Linked DNA regions of Zea mays: all the other regions are linked to region 1. A link is a contact called in public Hi-C data. All regions are on one chromosome and are shown on one strand. The core of a region is the stretch at or near the end of the contact, and the rest is flanking DNA. Distances in the headings are between cores, read along the strand shown. Region 1 holds the start of LOC100283149. Region 2 holds the start of LOC542140 (oligopeptide transporter 3). Region 3 holds the start of LOC103644017.

Region 1 (3,203 bases), core at 373-2,872:
GCTGGCCGGCCGGGGAAACGCCAAGCCTTTGCCCGTCGCTGACCCCCCTACTCCCCTAGGCATGCGGTGGGACGGGACCAAGATGCATGATGCATTATGCATTGCCCGCCGGCCGCCTCGGCTTGCGTTGCGTCCGTGTGCCGTTTTCGCGTCCATGTTAGGATGGTCCAGTATGTGTGCATGTGATCCCGTATTTTTTTTTTGCCTTAGGACGCTCGTTTAGAACCGTGCACGTCTCTCGGTCTAAAAACCGCAGCATTCTTTGGCGGCTGGGGCTGGCTTTGGGTAGGGCGCCATTTGTTTTTGCTGGGTTTGTTTTGTTCACGCCACGCCACGCGCCGCCCTCTCGGGGTCAAACGGTAGGGTGAGCGAGGGACAAGATATGGCAATTTTTCCATCGCCCATTCTCCCCAGTCCTCACCCCCCACAGAAAAGGAAGATGATCTCCCCTCTTGCCTCACAAGATCGACGGCACCCAAATACACAAGGATCGGATCACCACCGCCCTCACCCAAATAGAAATAGGGTGCTGGAGGCTGAGGTTGTGATGTATCACCCAAATAGAAATAGTGCGTTGGTGGATTGGTTTGGTTGCCGGTATGGCGATACGCGGGCCGCTGTGCGCGCCAGTGCGGGTGACGACGGGTTCCTGCCTGCCTGCCATCGTCTCATTGAACGCCGGCCGTTGCTGTGGACCCGAACGAACGGATCGCGAGTTCCCGTCGCAACGTGCCGCCACTCGCAAACGACGACCGAACAGACGGCGGCGTGGCCTGCGGGCATGGCGGCACTGGGCCGCGATCCATAGCGTCGTGCACGGCGTGGGCCAGCCGCAGCTATGCCTATCTCGCCGCCGTCGTCGTCCCTCCCAGCGCACGTTTCTGACCCCGAGGCCCGAGCGATGTGCTACGTACGGTGATCACAGACACAGAGCAGGTCTCGATCGTAGCTTTACGTACTCCCCACTCGCTGTTGTTCCTGTCATCCCTTCCCTCCTGCTGCCTCTTGGTGATCGGGCGGGCACGGCATATCATATGCAAGGTCAGAGCGTGAAAGAAATCGTCTGAAAAAACAACTGCTTCTGTGCCTTAACTTGTTAGCCAGAAGGATCCAGAAGAAAGAGCACTACCAAGGCTCGGCACGACGGCACCATCCATCGGCGTCACGAAACGAACCGTTCCATCCCTCACCACCTGACGTGAAAGCACCGGAGCGAGCTCTTTTCTTTTTTTTTTCTTCCTCTTCTTCTCTGGGGCGCAGCCGTGCGGTAATCATCCTGGAGGCGACGGCGGGAGAGCTTTCGGGGTGCGGGCGGTGGGCGGTGGCGGCTTTTAGCCCTCCCCCGACCCCGAGTGCTGCTGTTGCCGGTTTCTGCTTCCAAGTTCCAAAGGGCCTTTCTATCTAGGCATGCATGCCTTCTATCTATTCCTTCTCTGGTTGCTTCTTCTCCCGTGGCTGCTAGCTCTTCTCCACCCCTGCTTTTGTCATCGCCACGGCTCCTCCAAGATGAGTCAGATGACGTGGGAGGCAGCCAGGCGTCGGTGCCTGCTTATATAGCTGCGTATTCACAACACGCCACGGCATCCTCCCCCTCCCTTCCTCTCCCTTCTCTTCTCTTCTTCACTTCACAGCACGATCGAGCCAGTTGCAATCACACAGGTGGTTGTTCTCCTCTCTCTCTCTCTCTCTCTCTCTCTCTCTCTCTCTCTCTCTCTCTCTCTCTCTCTCTCTCTCTCTCTGTTTACCTAGACTAGAGGAAAGGATTTCGTCGTGACCACTGACCAGCGGAGCTGTTCGTGCAGCGCAGACGATGCCGACCATCATCGTCTCGGTGGACCTGGAATGCAGCCGCTGCCGCGCCAAGATCCAGAGGGTGCTCAACAGGATCCAAGGTCTGTTCGCGCTTGCTTGCTACTCCTCTCTGTTGTTCGCTCTTCCCTTTCCGCTTGTACAGGTAGGTCTCGAGACGGTTCGCGTTGATCGCAACTGATAAGTTTCCTGGGACGACGGACGGACGCCTCGGCTTGCAGAGAAGGGCGAGTTCTGCATCGATGACATCGACTTCGACGAGAAGAACAACAAGGTGAAGGTCACGGGGCCCTTCGACCCGGACAAGCTCGCCGACAAGCTGTGCTGCAAGGCGTGCAAGATCATCAAGCAGATCGAGATCGTCGAGCCCCCGCCCCCGCCGCCGCCCAAGCCCAAGGAGGAGCCGAAGAAGGAGGAGCAAGCCCCGCCGCCGCCGGAGAAGAAGGAGGAGGCCGCCCCGCCCCCGCCGGCGAAGGTGGAGCCGCCCAAGGAGGAGCCACCCAAGGAGAAGCCCCCGCCACCCAAGGAGGAGCCGCCCAAGGAGAAGCCACCCCCGCCCAAGGAGGAGAAGCCCGCCCCGGCACCGCCCAAGGAGGAGAAGCCCGCCCCGCCGCCGCCCAAGGTGGTGGAGGTCCCCTACCCGTGGCCGTACCCGTACCCGTACCCTGCGTGGCCGTCCGACTGCTGCTGCCACCACGGCCACGGCGGGTGCCACTGCTGCTCCTGCGGCAAGGCCCCCGAGCCGGCCCCGGCCCCCGCCCCGGCCCCACCCCCGCCGCAGTACTTCCCGCAGTACATGCCCCAGCCGTACCCCTGCAACCCCTGCGGCGGCGGCTACCGGATCGTCTGCGAGGAGGACCCCTCCTACGCCTGCGCCATCATGTGATTCGTTTATTATCAATATCATCCCTTGATGAGTGTACCGTCCGTGTGCGTACCATGGCCTTAATTACCATTATACCCAACCCCACCCTAAAAAAAACCCCAGTACGTCGTCTCATCATCATTCCGTACCTCCTCCTGTATAATCGCCGTACAGATTCATCATATATATACTCTATACATATATAGCATCATGTATACACCGCCGTACCCCCTGTCATCTCTTTATGTAGATTGTGCATTATGTTCTGCGCGCTTCGTTTTGGTAATTACAGTATATGCCAGTCAGGCTAAGTGAGAGAATAAAATAAGCAATGATGCTGTTGTTTTTTTTTTCTTCTGTGTGTGTAAAGAAAAAGGGCAAGGTGAGAGAGTTCATCCGTTGATGGCAGCAGAAATGTCCTACCTTGCACACCAGCATCCCTTTCTTTATGTTGCACCCAGGGAAAAAAAAATAAACAGTTGCTTTTATCAACGCTTTCGTTTATCTCGCTTCCGTTTTGTCACCACAC
Region 2 (3,203 bases), core at 306-2,805, 210 kb before region 1:
GTACATTCCTCCACAAAGAATGTTTGTTTCAACTTATATTTCTTCATAAAAAATGTTTTCTCAGCTAGAGGCTAGAGCCAGCAACCAGACAGGGATTCTGAAGCTCCCCACCCCCACTACGAAATGTTGAAGACGCATGTGCGTGCAAACAAACAAAATCCTGCCAATTATTTGTCGGCCGTCCTAGCACGAGTACATACATGCATGGTCTCATCGTGACATCGGCGTGAGACTTTTCAGACCTCCTTTTCAGCTTTCTTCCCCGGGGGCCATGATTGGTGGTAACCAGGGAACAAATACGATATAGACTGCTCTGCGCATCTTGATGAGGAGGATGCATATGCTTATCAGCCGCACTTTTGATTCTAGTCTTCTAGACCAAGTGTGCACGTTACATTCGCGTGCCAAAGACGTGAATATGAAATGACGACACATATAGATTAGAGACGGGTCAATTCTAAGTGCTAGTGCCTGGTAACAGGTTAACAGCATTTAGTTCATCATTGAGACTGCTCAGGCTTTAAAAAAAATTGGTTTAATTCGTAGAGCAGGTTATTAAGCGCTCTAAAAGATCATGAAGATAAAGTTATAAACTTTTAGAAGGCATTTAGATACGTCATTTTATTTATTATTTAGATTAAAAATATTTTTTAAACCATTTGAATTTATATTTTTTGATACTAGAATCCGTGATCAGCAGCAGAACTGAAGAAACGAACGAAAACAATATAATTTGAGCTGCTGTACCCCTGGTTATTTTAAGCAGTAGTAACTAGCACGTAGTAGGACGGACCGACGGAGGTACCTGTGTGGTGAGGACGATGAGGAGGGCGCATGCGAAGCTGAGCGTCTGCTTGTAGTAGGCCTTCATGACGGTGATGGCGCCGATGGAGTAAGCGTCGCCGCCGCCGTAGGAGACGCCGCAGTTGGCGAAGATGGTGATGATGACGTGCTCCTTGACGTTGAAGGGCCCCGGGTTGAGGTTGAAGCTGCCGAGCCTGCCGCCGAGGATCCTGACCTCGCGGTCGGGCAGCACGGCGGCCAGGAAGCGGCCGGCGGGGAGCACGAGGATCTGCGCCAGGATCCCCGAGATGGTGAGCGGCTGGGTGCGGTACGTGAAGAAGGTGTTGAGGAAGATGAGGACGACGCAGGAGCCGAGCCCCAGCGCCCACGCCCGGAATGTCATCACGGGCATCGACGGGTCGTCCGTCTCCGGCACCACCAGCGCCACCTCCTCCACCGCGCACCGCTCCCCCTTCCCCTCCCCCGTCCCCGTCCCCGCCCGCTCCTCCGCCGCCACCGGCGACTTCCGCGACGCCATCGTCCCGGTCCCGGCCCCTCGCTCCTCCCGCCCACTGACTGGACCCTCTCCGCTACCCGCTAGTAGCTAGCTATCTATCTACCCACCCTCCCTCCACCGACTCGACCGGCCCGCCGGCCTCTGAAACCGACGCTTCGCTGCTGCCCGCCGCGCCGTGGACGGGAGCGGCGCCTTTTAGAGATTCTCGGCTCCTGGATGGTAGCGCTTGAACCCCTGCTCGCCCCTATTTATATTCCGTTGGCTGGCACTCCCGGCCCCGGAGCGGTGCTCGTGGCCTCGTGCACCACGGCACCCCTCCACCTCGTACGGGCCCGGGCGCCGGTGTGCATTCCCGTGGAGCTCGGGGCGGCGTACGTGCCGTGCCGTGCCGAGGGCTCTGGGGGAAACCGCATCGTGGGCGTCCACGGGTGGGATCGGGCGGGCGAGGGGGCGGCCACCTGGGCACCACGCACCCCGCGGGGCACGCGCCGGCGTCACCCCAGGCGCGCGGGGGCACGCGCGCGGCGCGCCGGGGCACATGATTTTTATCTAATCGCGCGCGGCTCACCGCTTTAACCGGTGATTGGCGCCAAATCGATCGTGCTTTGGAAAGCAGCCTCCCTCATCTGCAGGCTGCCGTGCAGTGCCCGCCTTTTAACCCTCTCCCTGCAATGTGCAAAGCTGATTTCATCCAGAGGGGGGCCCCTCTGGCCCTTCTGATGTGCATTGCACTTGCACCGCAGGACTTGACGAATTGTGTCATTGTGTGTGTGTGTGTGGCTTCCTTGCAGAGCTGACCAGAGCGCTATGTACTGCCACTGCAAGTGCATGGCCGCCGCGATTCCTACCCTTGTAGTGCTTGCTAGCTTTGTGACTTGTTTAATTAGCTTGTTCGTATGCTGTCGTGCCGGGCTACAGACATATAATAATATTAGTATTTGCTGAACACCTACTAGACTAGGACGCATGACATCAAGCAACGGTTTGTTGGTTGTTGGATAGAAAAACCGGAGAGGGAACCTTGGACGACCTCAGACGAGAGAATCCGGGTGCCGCCTTCACGGTGTCGAGTGCCGGGCTGGTTTGCTCATATATTCCCCATCCGGCGTTTTGCTTAAAAAAGCAATAGGCGACCAGCAAACCTCCCTGTCACGCACATATTCGTCATCCATCCACGCGCAACCGGTAGAAGGATTTTGTACTCCAGTGCAGCGATGTCGCCGGCGGCGGGGAGGGGAAGGGACTGGACCGCTGAAAACGAGCAAGTGGTGTGGCGGCGAGGCGCATGGGCAATGCAGAACCCTGCCCCGCCTGCGGAGAGGCGGAGGGCCGAGGCACAAGTGGGTGATGCGGAGAAGAAGGGCATCCGGTTCTGCGAGGACAGATGGGTGGTGGCCGTGCGTCGTGCCTGTTCTGCCCAGACGGCTGCCTGATCTGCTCGGATCTGCGGTCTGCCTGCCTGTGCGTACAACAGACAGGGCCAGTTGCCGCCGGCAGAGTGGCAGACAGCAGACTGCCATGCGTGCCCCGCGGCCGCGGAAGACCTGACCGCCCGTGCCGATCACTTTTTGCCTTTTGACATGGGGATCGATTAAATTCCTAGCCGAGCACGTGGAGTGACGAATGCTGCAGCATGTCACAGTTTCCTGATGAGGCCAAATTCAGATACTGGAGTTCAGCAGTCAGTCAGCACCGGTCTCCGGCGTCCTTTGCTTTTTTCTTACAAAAAAAAAGGTACGAAAGTCTCGCGTGAGATATTTCAATAAGAAGAAATCCATTTGTAACTAAAAAAATTGATACGTGTAGCAGATTATGGATATAGCCATACAAAATATCATTTTATACTGTATACCACACTATTTACATAGTAGAGTTTGAAATAAAAGATATGGTAAATAAGTCT
Region 3 (3,203 bases), core at 268-2,767, 150 kb after region 1:
ATGACGAGCGCGTTCCATACCGCCTTGAGCTCGTGTTCGGCAACTCGGCGAAGTGCACGGTCGCAGAGGAGACGGCCGACGAATGACAGTCGGTCGTCTTTCCTCCTCCACGACACGCAGCCACGTGCTCCTTCTCCCAGGCATCGGTCGTCTTTCCTCCTCCATGGCGCGAGCTGACTTGCTAGATGGCTGTCGCGATGTGTGTGGGCGCCAGATGACTTGCGACGACGCTGGCCTGCACGGTGATGGGGGATAGCATGGTCGAGGTGCTCTGTGCTGCCGCAGTCTCCAACGAAAGCTCCGAAGGCCATGGCGTGGTGGTGGCTGGCTGTGCGTCACAGTGTGTTGCAACTCCTCCTTGGACGATGCGAAGGACAGATAGCGGATGAACAACGATTCTCCACCTTTAGCGGCTGTCAGGGGGCTCCTCTAAATTAGCGAACCTCTTAGCGGACGTTGTTGGAGCGGATAGCGCATGTACCGAACGCTAAATTTAGCGTACAGATCGGTTTACCGGATATTGTTGGAGTCAGCCTGAATACTAAAGCAGGTGATAGGCATCATTATGTCTAAAATTCATATACACATTGCTTATGATTGTTTGAGTATTATACCTGTCATGAGTTTTTATATTAATAGTCTGTCATGAGTTTTTATATTAAAAGTCTGAATAGTAAGGCCCGTTGTACATTGTAACACCTGAGTTTAGTTGTTGACTCTAAACTTTGAACACATTTTTTTACCAAATACAATATCAAATGTAATTTTACTACTGTGATTAAGTTGCATCACATATTCACATCAGTATTATTGTGTTCTTCAAGAAAGTCAATCTCAGTGATCTTTTAGTCATAAATTTGCAGTAGTTTGGTTGATCTATTCTTTGGCTATGCGCCTTCAGGGATATTTTCTCCGTATTCTATCCAAATGTTCCTTTCTAATTTAATTTTATATGTCTATGCAACCAAAGTTGTCTTAAATTTATTGTATTTTAGTTTGTTAGGAATTTTTATATAGTTACAAAGCTGTTAATATTGTTTCCTCATGCTACCCGGTGTCTCGGAAACATTTGTCGTGGAAAACATAACTTTGAACATGTACGGAGGTTTTCTCTCTATGATGATGTACTAGCTATATATGTTGTTTAATGACTGATGGTTTGGTTGGTTTTGTGATCGAGCATGTCTGCAACCCAATATTTTAATTATGCTAGCTTTTCCTTTGCCGCTTCTTTCTGTCTTCATTACTTAATGGCCTCCAATCAGCTACTATCGAGATTAACACATCAAGCTTCAGCCCACGGTCCATTCATTCTTCGATAAAATGTACCTTAAGAAATGCTATAATGCATTAGTTAGATTGCTGCTAAAATAGACGTAAATTATATTGCTTAAACAAGATCTAACTATGTGATATATAAAAACCATAACAGTACAAGAGCAACTCACCTAGAAATGGATTACAACATCTTTTCTCGTAACATTATAACACGTACTGGTGTATTGTGTCAGCGGTGTAACGTACATGTATAAGGCTAGCTAAAGAGATTTAAGGTTTGTTTGGTTCGTGGCTAACCGTGTCACACTTTGTCTAAGGTTAGTCGTCCGAATTGAAGAACTAATCTTAGGCATAAAAGTTAAAATGTGACAATTTAGGCAGCAAATCAAACATGACACTGTGCGCACCAGGTACGTTTCCCTCTAACTTTTAAGAAAGAAACTACCAATATGAATGGAGTTTTTCTCCAACTTCTCGTCGGTCCGCTTCTTCTCATGGATCCGTCCGCCCAGGCCTCCGCCGCCTAGCCGCAGTCGGGCTCCTCCTCTGTTCCACCGCAAGCTCCTCGTCCACGCGCTCCATTCGTCCCGCCGTTTCTCCTCCCTGCGCCGACGCCGGGCCCACCTTCGCACGCGGCTGTGGGGCCCGCCTCCTCCAGCCACCGCCGTCGGGGTCGTCTTCCTCGCCATCAACTGCGCCGCGCCGGTCATCTCGTCTTGTTGCGTCTGGGTGTCGCGGCAGCTGCTGGACGGCGGCGGCTACCTCATCTTGGTCCTCGTCGTTCTCTTCTTCCTCAACGGGAAGGACAAAGCGGCGGCGGATTTGGGGTCTTGTCTCCCAAATTCAATTCCTCCCCGAATCTAACCGCCGACGTCGCTACCACGGTAAGTCTCCTCTTTTTCGCCGCTGTTTCACGCCCATTCCTGCGATTTAGGGTTCCTGATTGCGCATTTCCCCACCGCATTTGATTGAATATACAAGCTTGCCGTTTTCTCTGCAGGATCACCGTGGAACCCTGAGTCTGTCGCGGGTTTTGGCATGCTATAGCCGCCAGCCTGCAGCAGCGATCGTCTCGGTCTTGGGCCCCCGGGCTAGCCATGTCGTGGGGACGGTTCAGCTTCACTCCTCAGCAGGGGCCCACGCTGACGCGGCGAACGCGGGTGTTCCCTGCGCACAAGCCCGCACCTCGCAACGTGGTGGTCATCGATGAGGACGATGATGGTGATGTTATCATTATGGAGCGCGCAGCTGCGCGAGGTTCACCTTCTGCGGCGGCGGCACCAGGATCTGAAGCGAGGAAAGGGGGCGGCTTCTCTGGTGATGTGATCAACATAGATGATGATGAAGATGAGAAAGATGGTACCAGAGGGGATAAAGCAGGTCCTAGCATGTCCTGTGCCTCTGGGTCTCCAGTAGCGATGACCCCAGGCCGGGGTTCTCCCAGGAACCGATATGGGTTTGATTGCTCGTATGACAGCTCTGAGAGCAATTTGACCAAAGGATGGGACTCTGACACTGATGACGGCTCTGATTGTGAGATTTTGGATGACACGGCTGGTACAGCCCGTGAGATGTGGGAGACGGCTGCTTCCAGAAAAAAGCCACCTCATGGTGTCGACGAGTGTGAGGATGGTGGTGCTACTGCATTCGCGTCATGTGCTGGGTTGGAGACACAACCAGGTAAATACTCTGAGCATCTCTTTGGTGCTGAACGCCATCCAGACGAGAGTATGTCTTGGTTTTACAGTGCTGCAAGCAAGTATGGCTCTCAAAATAGTAGTGACAGTACAAAAGAAAGCCCTGGGCATGCTCAAAGCAGTTCTGGCACTGAAAAGGGTGTCCATGGCCCTTCTGTGCCAAATACTGAAGAATGCTCTAATGGAGATTTTTCCAGTATAAATGGTAGAGAAAGCGCACAAAATCGA

The links. A called contact is a pair of places that touch in the nucleus more often than the background predicts.
Region 2: a contact with region 1 is called in a Hi-C map of endosperm, with 4 times the contacts expected there. The contact joins the promoter of LOC542140 here to the promoter of LOC100283149 in region 1. A contact is called at or near these places in 13 of 25 Hi-C or Micro-C datasets (bundle sheath, ear, endosperm and 4 more).
Region 3: a Hi-C map of ear shows a contact between it and region 1, with 2.6 times the contacts expected there. The contact joins the promoter of LOC103644017 here to the promoter of LOC100283149 in region 1. A contact is called at or near these places in 3 of 25 Hi-C or Micro-C datasets (ear, tassel and an unstated tissue).

What each region holds. Positions count from the first base shown.
Region 1 is chr1:283,687,215-283,690,417 of Zm-B73-REFERENCE-NAM-5.0, forward strand. It overlaps LOC100283149, which reads left to right and starts at 1,623. Exons shown (of 3, transcript NM_001156051.1): 1 at 1,623-1,659; 2 at 1,803-1,892; 3 at 2,031-3,166. The coding sequence starts at 1,811. The coding sequence ends at 2,695.
Region 2 is chr1:283,476,630-283,479,832 of Zm-B73-REFERENCE-NAM-5.0, forward strand. It overlaps LOC542140 (oligopeptide transporter 3), which reads right to left and starts at 1,556. Exons shown (of 6, transcript NM_001305852.1): 1 at 806-1,556. The coding sequence starts at 1,321.
Region 3 is chr1:283,835,827-283,839,029 of Zm-B73-REFERENCE-NAM-5.0, forward strand. LOC103644017 reads left to right here and starts at 1,518. Exons shown (of 5, transcript XM_008667207.3): 1 at 1,518-2,162; 2 at 2,279-3,203. The coding sequence starts at 2,376.